2 separate regions of the Oryctolagus cuniculus genome follow, and region 1 is linked to region 2. A link is a contact called in public Micro-C data. All regions are on one chromosome and are shown on one strand. Each heading gives the region's core, a stretch centred on a gene start, on an enhancer-like site or on the middle of the called end of the contact. The rest is flanking DNA. Distances are from core to core; before and after follow the strand shown. Region 1 overlaps STN1 (STN1 subunit of CST complex). Region 2 holds the start of SLK (STE20 like kinase).

Evidence for each region. A called contact is a pair of places that touch in the nucleus more often than the background predicts.
Region 1: a contact with region 2 is called in a Micro-C map of ear pinna, with 4 times the contacts expected there. The contact joins the enhancer-like site here to the promoter of SLK in region 2. A contact is called at or near these places in 3 of 6 Hi-C or Micro-C datasets (ear pinna, liver and an unstated tissue).

The regions. Positions count from the first base shown.
Region 1 is chr15:26,176,975-26,182,051 of mOryCun1.1, reverse strand. It overlaps STN1 (STN1 subunit of CST complex), which reads right to left. Exons shown (of 10, transcript XM_008270474.4): 8 at 5,016-5,077; 9 at 773-845. Among named protein-coding and RNA genes, the nearest start is that of SH3PXD2A, 37 kb to the left of the region's middle. Within about 2 kb of position 1,346, at least 3 of the 8 cell types and tissues checked have an H3K27ac peak or open chromatin away from gene starts, as enhancers often do. A contact at or near this core is called in ear pinna, where this site is marked.
Region 2 is chr15:26,088,545-26,094,202 of mOryCun1.1, reverse strand. It overlaps SLK (STE20 like kinase), which reads left to right and starts at 3,679. Exons shown (of 19, transcript XM_002718721.5): 1 at 3,679-4,454. The coding sequence starts at 4,305.

The sequences.
Region 1 (5,077 bases), core at 97-2,596, 90 kb before region 2:
CCCATCAGTTGTGGACTGTGTCAACACTCATTGTTAGTGTATGTTTGCAAAAGGTGGACTTTGAAAAGTCACCTTTAGGGCTGGCAGATTTAAAGATAGGAGTGATGTTCTCTGCTCCTAACCAGTGTTTGTGTTGTGAGAGTGGCTGCAGTTTGTGTGTCTAACCACTAGGGGCTGACCTAACTTCACTAAACCAACTATTTTCAAACAGCTTTTGTAAATTCGCAGTTTCCAAGATGACTGAATTAGACCTTTCACAAACTGTGCGTCTAGGACTACTTCTAACACCAGGCTACTCCTAACATTTCTTGATGCCAGAACAGGGAAATGTCACATTTGTGGACACAGACACAGACAAGCATGGAACACAAAATCACACAACTCAGAGAAGACATGAGAAGGAGAAAGGCATGAGCCGGTCCAGTGCAGTGGCTTTCCTCATAGTAGCAAGATCACCAAAGGAGGCTGCCTTCCAGCCCCCACCTCGATCCCTACAGAATCAGAATCCCCAGGGGAGAAACCTGGGCACTAAGTGTTTAAAAGAGCTCTGAGGCTGACCCTCATGCGCAGCCCAAGATCAGAACTGTGCTAGTCTAACGTTCACCCCAGAGAGGAGACAACCAAAGCTGAGAGAGGGCACAGGCCTTGACCACCACCTTGCCACAGCACTAAGGGGACAAGCCCCAGGCCTCTAGACTCTTCCTCCCCTGCCCCTGGGAGTGTGCATTCCCTTCCAGTGCACCAAGGGCCCTCTCTGCATGGCGCCACTTACAGTGTGGTTTCTGGCAGTCTTCCTGGATGATCTGGTGGATCTTTCTATGCAGGTCCTTGTCTTCTCTGGTTACCTAAGTAGGAAAAATAGTGCAGAGAAGAGTTCTGAGATAACACCACAGTTGTGGCTTCCAGACTCCCACATCGGCATTTAGAGTAGTTTCTAAAGGTTTTATAACAATTATCTTCCTGACGTGAACCATGTGGCTTTCCATAGTTGGCCTATTGTCAAACCAGTTCTGTCCTGCGCAGCTCACAGCTCTGTGGCTGGCCCAGAGCTGGCTCACTAGGGCCAAGACAGAAAGAACACCTGGAATTCTGCACTTGGAAGGAGCTTCTTTCCTTTTAAACACTCATGACACACCCTTACAAGTGCTCTGGCTTGCTTTTATGTTTTTAAAGAAGACATAGTGATCCAAACCTCCAGTCTATTATTCCAAGTTCCCTTTTCTTGGCCCTGTCTCACAGAGTTAAACTTTTGATTTATTTCAGAATCTCTCTCACACACACACATGCACACAGAGCATGCAAGTGGTTGTGCATTCTCATCCACTGGTTTGCTGCTCAAATCCCTGAAGCAGCCAGGGCTGGGAGTCATGAGTCCAATCCAGGTCTCCCAAGTGGACGGCAGAAACCCAACTACTTGATGGGCCGGCGCCGTGGCTCAATAGGCTAATCCTCCACCTTGCGGCGCCGGCACACCGGGTTCTAGTCCCGGTTGCCCCTCTTCCAGGCCAGCTCTCTGCTATGGCCAGGGAGTGCAGTGGAGGATGGCCCAGGTGCTTGGGCCCTGCACCCCATGGGAGACCAGGAAAAGCACCTGGATCCTGGCTCCTGCCATCGGATCAGTGCGGTGCGCCGGCTGCAGCGGCGGCCATTGGAGGGTGAACCAACGGCAAAGGAAGACCTTTCTCCCTCTGTCTCTCTCTCTCACTGTCCACTCTGCCTGTCAAAAATTAAAAAAAAAAAAAAAAAAAAAAAAAGAAACCCAACTACTTGAGCCATCGCTGTTGCCTCCCAGGGTGCACATGAGCAATGAAGCTAGAATCAGGAGCTGGAGCTGGGACTCAAATCCAGGTACTCTGATATGGAACACACACCTTAACTGCTCAGTGCCCATCCCTGTCTAATATTTCGTTTTCTTCCTTCTACCCATATGGGAAAACAAACAAACAACAACAAAAAACTGTCAGGAAAAGCTAGCAAGGGAGTGAATCCAGCTTATCCACCACCATACTCTGCCCTCAAAGGCAGGTGTAACCATGTTTCCTTCTCAAGAAGTTCAGAAAAGAGGGAAGCAGCAATCCTTTGGGCTTCACCCTCAAATTCAAGTCAATCTAATAACAACAACAAAAAAAGGAATAGACCAGAGGGTAACAGGAATAGGGGTGAGTGAGTGAGAGAGAGAAAGAGAAAGGGAGGAACAAAACATGAAAACCAGCTTCAAGCCAAGCGTTATGATTCTACTTCAGAGCCCAGAAGGCCTGCCTCCTGACTTACACAGCAGGGACAGTGGCAACACTGCCTTCTCTCAACTCACAAGCTTAGGGTGAAGATTCAACAAGCAGTGTGGGAGAGCCTCTGAGAGCTGGCAAGCCCTGTGGAAGCACAAGTATTTACACAGCACGACAGGCCCTTCCCGGAGGCAGGCACTGGTGGCAGGAGTGAAGCCAGAGAGGGCAGGAGATCTAGGCCTGCCTCATCACCCCATTCCAACTCACGGTGATTCATAGGAGGAAGTGCCCAGCCCTGCCACACCTCGCCCTGGCTGCTGCCTGTGGCCCTGCAGAAAGGCGTGTCCCAGGGGGCTCACACAAGCGTGAGGCAGCGAACCCCAACCTCTCCTCCTCCCGGGACAGGGTGCGCCACACTCACCTTCTTCCAGAAGTCATTGAGACACAGCTCAACTCTAAAAACCTCTCAAACGAGGACTCTCTAGGGTCAACCAGTACCAGAAAATGCGTGTTAGGGAAAGCTGCCCCGGGGGCCTTGCTTGGCTTCCCCTGTCTCTAAGAGGATCACAGGGAACAAAAGCCACACAAGCCACATGTGGGCGACTAGCTCAGTGGTCCTGAGCAGGCCCATCTTTTTTTTTTTTTTTTTTTTTTTTTTTTTTTTTTTTTTTTACAGGCAGAGTGGACAGTGAGAGAGACAGAGAGAAAGGTCTTCCTTTTGCCGTTGGTTCACCCTCCAATGGCCGCCGCGGCCGGCGCACCGCGCTGATCTGAAGGCAGGAGCCAGGTGCTTTTCCTGGTCTCCCATGGGGTGCAGGGCCCAAGCACTTGGGCCATCCTCTACTGCACTCCCAGGCCACAGCAGAGAGCTGGCCTGGAAGAGGGGCAACCGGGACAGAATCCAGTGCCCCGACTGGGACTAGAACCTGGTGTGCCGGTGCCGCAAGGCGGAGGATTAGCCTATTGAGCTGTGGCGCTGGCCCAGGCCCATCTTCAGCGTGGCTCCTTCAATATTAAAGGTGTGTGCACAGAACGAGGCCAGTAAGCACTGGGTGCAGTGTCACCTGCATGGCCTGAGGATGTTCAGACGGTGCTCACTGAAAGCTTAAACACACAGGCCCTGTGCTCCTGCGCCTCTTCCTCGAACAGTCCATGGTACACCAACACTGATGCACACTCACAGAGAGCACGTGCAGGTGTGGCCACCTTGGTGATAGCAGAGGCTAGAAGCGTCTTAAGTGTCCATCACAAAGGAATGGCTAATACATTGATGGCAAGTCCCCCACAGGATGGAGGAAGGCATTCAGAAGAGTGAGGGAGCCTGGGAGTAGAAAACTACCTGGGGTGAGCTCTCCTGGAACCAAAAGAAGGAGCTCATGTTATTTCCAGCAGTGGTTCTTAACTGCCTCAGGGACACGTGGCAATGTCTCAGCTACTGCTCTACGTCCTCCACTGCACAGGTCAGGCCCCACAACCATCAGTCCTGGGACCCAAAGAGTGCCGAGCCTTGATGTAGACGACGATTACATGTCTTGCCACAGGCACACATGTGCACCTGTGTGCATTTGTGAAGCACAGATGAGTGTCAGTAAAAGGCACCCCAGGGGAAAATAAAAACCAGCCTTCACTTCTGAGTTTACGCACCTCCCTTAAAAATGATTTTGAGGCCGGCGCCGCAGCTCACTAGGCTAATCCTCCGCCTTGCGGCACCGGCACACCGGGTTCTAGTCCCGGTCGGGGCGCCGGATTCTGTCCCAGTTGCCCCTCTTCCAGGCCAGCTCTCTGCTGTGGCCAGGGAAGTGCAGTGGAGGATGGCCCAAGTACTTGGGCCCTGCACCCTACGGGAGACCAGGGTAAGTATCTGGCTCCTGCCATTGGATCAGTGCGGTGCGCCGGCTGCAGCGCGCCGGCCGCGGCGGCCATTGGAGGGTGAACCAACAGCAAAAGAAAGACCTTTCTCTCTGTCTCTTTCTCTCTCACTGTCCACTCTGCCTGTCAAAAAAAAAAAAAAAAGATTTTGAAAGCAGTAAGTAGGTATTTTTAAGCAACAAATATACTTGTGGGGCTGGCGTGGCACAGTGGGTTAAACTACCACTTGGTATATTTACATTCCGGCTGCTCCACTCCTAAACCAGCTCTTGCTAATGTGTCTGGGAAAACAGCAGAAGACAGGCCAAGTATTGGGTTCCTGTCACCTATGTGGGAGACCAGGATGGAGTTTCTGGCTCCTGGCTTCAACCTGGCCCACACTTGGCTATTGCGGCCATGTGGGGAGTGAACCAGCGGATGGAAGAATGCATTTTTTTTAATATTTATTTATTTGAAAGAGTTACAGAGAGGAGAGGCAGACAGAGAGAGAGAGAAAAGCCTTCAATTCGCTGGTTCACTCCTTAAATGGTAGCTGTACCAATCAGGAGCCAGGAGCCACGAGCTTCTTTCAGAACTCCCATACAGGTACAGGGCCCAAGGACTCGGGCCATCTTCTACTGCTTTCCCAGGCCATAGCAGAGAGCGGGATCGGAAGTGGAGCAGCAGGGACTTGAACCGGCGCCCATGTGGGGTCCCAGCACTGCCAGCAGTGGGCTTACCCACTACGTCACAGCACCCATGTGGGATCCCAGCACTGCTTACCCGCTATGTCACAGCACCGCCCCAGAATGCTTTATCGTTCTTTTCCTGTCACCCTGCCTTTCAAATAAGTTAAATCTTTAAAAGAAAAAAAAGAAAAGAAACACACTTGTAATTCTTGTACTTGAAGCTAGTAAGGGAAACAAACTGCAGGTCACTCACATAGTACAGGTCATCAAAACCTCCACTTCTCTGGAAAACAAGGCCTTTCTCCTGCAGAAGCT
Region 2 (5,658 bases), core at 2,430-4,929:
GCTTTAAAATATTTATTGAGGTACAATTTACATTCCATAAAATTCACCCTTGTAAATTACAATCCAATGATTTTTAGTGAGTTCTTACAGTTGTACAACCATCACCACAATCCATTTTCAGAATTTTTTATTACCCCCCAATTTTCCCTTGTACTCATAGGGTTAATTTTTTTGCCAAATTTATTATTTTTTCCACTTTATATATATATTATTTAATAAATGTGAATTTACAAAGTGCAACTTTTGTATTGTTGTGGCCCCCCCCCCAACCTCCCTCCCTCCTGCGGCCCTCCCCTCTCCCACTCCCTCTCCCATCCCACCCTTCATCGAGTTTCATTTTCAATTACCTTCATATACTGAAGATCAACTTAGTATATACTAAGCAAGGATTTCAACAGGCTGCCCTCACACAACCGCACAAGGTATAGGGTATTGTTCGACTAGTAGTGTTGTTTTTAAGTTTCATAGTAAAACACATTAAGGACAGAGATCCTACGTGGGGAGCCTGTACTCAGTGACTCCCGTTGTTGATTTAACAATTGGCACTCTTATTTATGATGTCAGCCATCACCCGAGGCTCTTGCTATGAGCTGTCTAGGCTGTGGAAGTCCCTTGAGTTCACCAACTCTGAATTTGTTTAGTCAAGGCCGTATCACAGTGGAGGTTCCTTCCTCCCTTCAGAGAAAGGTGACTCCCTCCTTGATGGCCTATTCCTTCTGCTGGGGTCTTGTTCACCAGGATCTTTCATTTAGATTGTTTTTTGCCACCATGTCATGGCTTCCCATGCCTGTGAGACTCTTATGGATCTTTTAGCTAGATCCAAATGTCCCAAGGGTTGATTCTGAGGCCAAGTGCTGTTTTGGGCGTTTGCCATTCTATGAGTCTGCTGTGTGTCCTGCTTCCCCCGCAGGATCATTCTCTCCCTTTTAATTCTATCCTTCATTATTTGCTTACACTGGTCTTATTTGTGAAATCTCTTCAACACTTACCCTATCTTTTTGATCGGTTGTGTATTTATACTTATCACTTTACCAAGTGCGCTGGCATTGGTACCTGCCTCCTTGGTAAGATTGAGTTGAAATCCCCTGGCACATTTCTAGTTCCACCATTGGAGGTAAGTCTGAGTGAGCATGTGCCGACCTATATATCTCCTCCCTCTCTTATTCCCACTCCTTTGTTTAACAGAGATCACTTTTCTGTTAATTTTAAATGCCTAAGAATGATGCCAAATTTATTATTTTATTAAAAGGGGAACCTTTTCTGAGATTCATTTGTTTCCATAATATATGAAAAAAGCTGAGACTATTTATTAATGGTATCAATTTAACTGTGCCTTGCTAGTGACTTTTTAAAAATAAGATTTATTTATTTTGAAAGGCAGAGTTACAGAGAAAGAGAGAGAGAGAGAGATCTTCCATCCACTGATTCACTCACATCAGCTTCAATAGCTATGGCTGAGCCAGGCTGCAGCTGGGAGCCAGCAGCCAGGAACTCCATCCTGTTCTCCCAGGTAGGTGGCAGGGGTCCAGGTACTTGCATCATCTTCCACTGCTTTCTCTGGGCACAGTAGCAGGGAGCTAGATCAGAAGTGGAGGAACTTGGATTTGAGCTGGCACTCATACAGGAGACTGGTCCTGATATCCCAGGTGGTAGCTTAACCACTGCCCTATAATGCTGGCTACTGCTAGTGACTTAATGACAACTCTAAGCAGGGTTGATATACAGACAGCTGTCTATATTTCTTGCATACAGTTTGATGCGTTTGGAAATGGTATTCATTCATGAAATCATCAATGTCATAAACATGTCCATTGTACAGGCCTGACTATTAACAATGGTTAGGTTGGGGGTGAATTTGAGTGGGGGCAAGGCAGGAGAGGAAAATTACAGTTTCTGAGTTTGTAATTCCTGTATCTGAATTATTAACAACAATGATACACAATCTTTTTTTTTTTTTTTTTTTAAGATTTATCCATTTATTTGAAAGTCGAGGAGAAAGATCTCCCATCTGCTGGTTCACTCCCCAAATGGCCCAATGACCAGGGCTGGGCCAGGCTGAAGTCAGGAACCAGGAATGTCATCTGGGTTTCCCTTGTGGGTGCTGGGACCCAAGGACTTGAGTCATTTTCCGCTGCTTTCCTGGGCACATTAGCAAGAAGCTTGATCAGAAATGGAATAATTGGGTCTCAAAGCAGTGCCCATATGGGGTGCTGGTGCTGCAAATGATGGCTTAACCTGTTGTGCCACAGCACCAGTCCTGATACACAATCTTTCAACATGAGAACATAGTAGTCTTTTCTATTTTGAAAAGAACAAAAAAGGAAACAGACATACACCCTTTGGCCCAAATCTCTTTCTGGTGATTTATCTCAAGGAAATAATCAAGCATGTATAAAAGGATTTTGTATGCAAAGATATTTATTAATGTTTTATTTAAAATAAAGATTATAAATATCTCATGATGCAAGAGAGAATAATTACTAATTGTACTGGAATCTGAAAAGTAATCTCATTCATGTAAAAAAAAAAAGCATGGCCAAAAAAACCTGTTTGGAAATTTAATGAACTCTTTCCAATGGCTACCTCTGGACGGTGGAATTCCACTACTCTTGTATTTGATTTCTTTTTTGCATTTCTCTATTTTCTTCATAAATGATACCAATTAAAGCAGATTAATATTGCTTTCACGTGTGTGCACAAATGTACAGCCTATTGTATATCAATTATACCTTAATAAAAACTTAAAAAGTAGAAGGATCATGAGAAACCGAATCATATTAAGCTTCCTCCTGGAAGAGGGGTTTTGCTGTAACATGTAGGGGCTGGAGGGTAAAATGGTCGGGGAGGGGTGGTAGGTGGGTATTATATAAACAGCAGCAACCCTGCCTTGCTGGATACCTCCACTCACGCATCAGCCAGACCCGTCTGCCTCTCCCACGCCAGGACGTCTCCCGCGACTCGGTCACCTTGCTGAACAAGCAGCCACTGCCCCGAAAGTGCGACCGGAGGCGAGGAGGGCAGGTCACCTTCTGGCCGATTGCAGACGATGCCGGTACGGCCCCAGCCGGGCAGCACCGTCCCAGGCTGGACGTGCCATCCGGCGGGCGGCGGAGAGCCCCCCCAGACATCCCTGGAGCAGTGGGCTCGAGCAACTGTTCTAGGTCCGTGTCAGCTGTGAGACCACGAGCTTGTGCCGGTGCCTCACTGAGCCCTCGCTGCCACCTCCAGGCAGGCGCCGTGAGGAAACTGAGGCAAGGGGGCGTCACCTGCTCCAGGCCACAGGGCTCCGGCTCCCAAGCCAAGGCTCACAGCGCCACCCACACTCTCCTCTCACTATCCTCTGGAATCAATTTAAGAGCTAAAAACAAAGCCCACTTCCCGGCTCCACTCAGGAAGCCTGAGCTTTCATTCTTGACAGTTTTTCCCACATCCAGCACCGAGGCAACATCCGCCAGCGTCGCAACGCGGGGGCCACTACGAACAAAGCCAGAGGCTGACGAGGATTCGGGGTTCGCAGGGCCAGCGCCGGGCCCGCCTCGGGGGACCGCAGGGAACCAGGGCCCGCCGCACTCGGCTCACCAACACTTCGGCGCCGCCAGCCTGCGCGGGCCAACGCGCGTGCGCGGGGCTCAAGGGGCCGCCCCTGCGCGGGCGCGCGGCGGGGGAACGCGCGGGCACGCTGCGGAGTCGGCGTCGGCGTCGGCGCGCGCTCCAGGCCGCGGCTGTGTGGGCTGGGGAGGGAGCGAGGCGGAGGTGGCGGCGCCCCAGAGCTGAGGGGACGCGCGGGCCTCGCGCCGCAGGAATAGAGACGGCTGCGAAGGAGGCCCGAGGCTCGCTGCCCGCGGCCGGGGAGCTTGGCCTCTCGCGCGCTCGTCTCAGCGGCTGCCGGCCGCTTCCCTCGCCCCGAGTGGCCGCCGCCCCTGGAGACTCGTCGTGACACGGGCCTAAGCCGCCGCGGCTGCGGGCGTGCAGACCCGCCGGGCGCCGTCGGGCCGGGCCGGGACCGGGTGGACGGGCGTCCGCACAGGTGCAGCCCCCGCGGGCCGGCCGGGGGCCAGGCGCCCCATCGCGCGGCGGGCGGGCGGGCGAGCCGGGCTCGGCGCAGGGCGCCCCCCCTCGCCGCGGGCCGGAGCCCCGGGCGCTGCCCCGCCCTCTCCGGGGACGGCCCGGCCGGAGCCGCGGGAGCCGGAGACCCCGCGCCGCCGCCCGTCCGCCGGGCTCGCGCGGAGAAGGAGGCGGAGAAACTTTGCCTTTTATTGTTGTTTCTAGTCCTTAAGTGCAAGGAACTCTGTGGGGGAGGAAAAATGTCCTTCTTCAATTTCCGTAAGATCTTCAAGTTGGGGAGCGAGAAGAAGAAGAAGCAGTACGAGCACGTGAAGAGGGACCTGAACCCCGAGGAGTTTTGGGAAATCATAGGCGAGCTGGGCGACGGAGCCTTCGGGAAAGTGTACAAGGTAAGAGGGAGACGACGGGAAGTGGCCTGGGAGATAGAGCAGCCGCTGGCCCAGGGGCACGGGGGCTTCACGCTGCGGCGACCCTTTCCTGCCTCCTTTTTGACTTCGCGGCCAGGCGCTGGAACTTTCTTTAGCCGACCATCCAAGGAGTCGCTTAGACCGGGGGCTTAAGGATTCAACAGAATGGGGCTTGGATGGAGTTTATCGAGGGGACCGGGTTATTCCTGCTTCTCTGTCAAACTCCAAGGAAATGAGAGTTCCGTAATTTACAGGAGGGGTCTGGCCATGGGCCTCCAATGATCTTACAGTGGGACACTCGTTACCTTTTTTAGTGGATTTTTGTTTGGTTCCTGTTTGCATTTCTCTTTTTAGGGTCCAGGGCATACATTAGGCTGTAGCTATAGCTAGTATATAGCCCATCTCCTGGGATCAGAGCCAGGTGATAGCTACTTGGTCTGTCCTTGAGTGGTTGCTTGACAACATCGCATAAAATGGAATGGAATCTCTTAGAAAATTTCCAGAAGAGAAAACTTGCATCTGGTGCTAGTTTCTAAATATAATTATAGTAAGCTTTGACTAGATGTCAATACCAAAGCCTAAGGATAAAGCATTGTATGTATACATATTATTTCTATAGAAAGATTTGGCATTTTAACCTGAAGGCATTCATGTGAACCGTTTACTGTCTGCTAAGGAGCATTTGAGTGATGTCATTGGAATATTTTCATCTTGAAGGGTAAGGCTTTTATGAGACACAGTTTAGGGGAAGGACCAACAGTGTTGCCTAGAAGTGAAAACATAAATAAGTAACTTGGTTTTTTTTTTATAGGAAGTTTGCCGTTTGTTAAGTACTTTCAGGTAATTGACTTTTCCAAAAATCTGGTGAGGTGGACAGGTCAGTAGTAGTAGCCACCTTTCACATCTGAGGACACTGAGATTAACAAGTTATTCATACAAGTCAAGTTTTGACTTGAACTCAGATCTTCTGACTTCATTTATATATATATTTTTACTTTAACATCAATTGGTAGAAGTGGCAGCATTTTCCTTGCTTTGTAAGCAGCATTACCTTTGACTTTACTCTGCCACAAATGCATCTTGTTCCTTATGCGCTCTCCTCTCTATGTGCTTTCAAGACACATTGTTCATAATTGTCGCATTATAGTTAGTGTGTTTGTATTTCTGTAACGAAAGCATTATGATG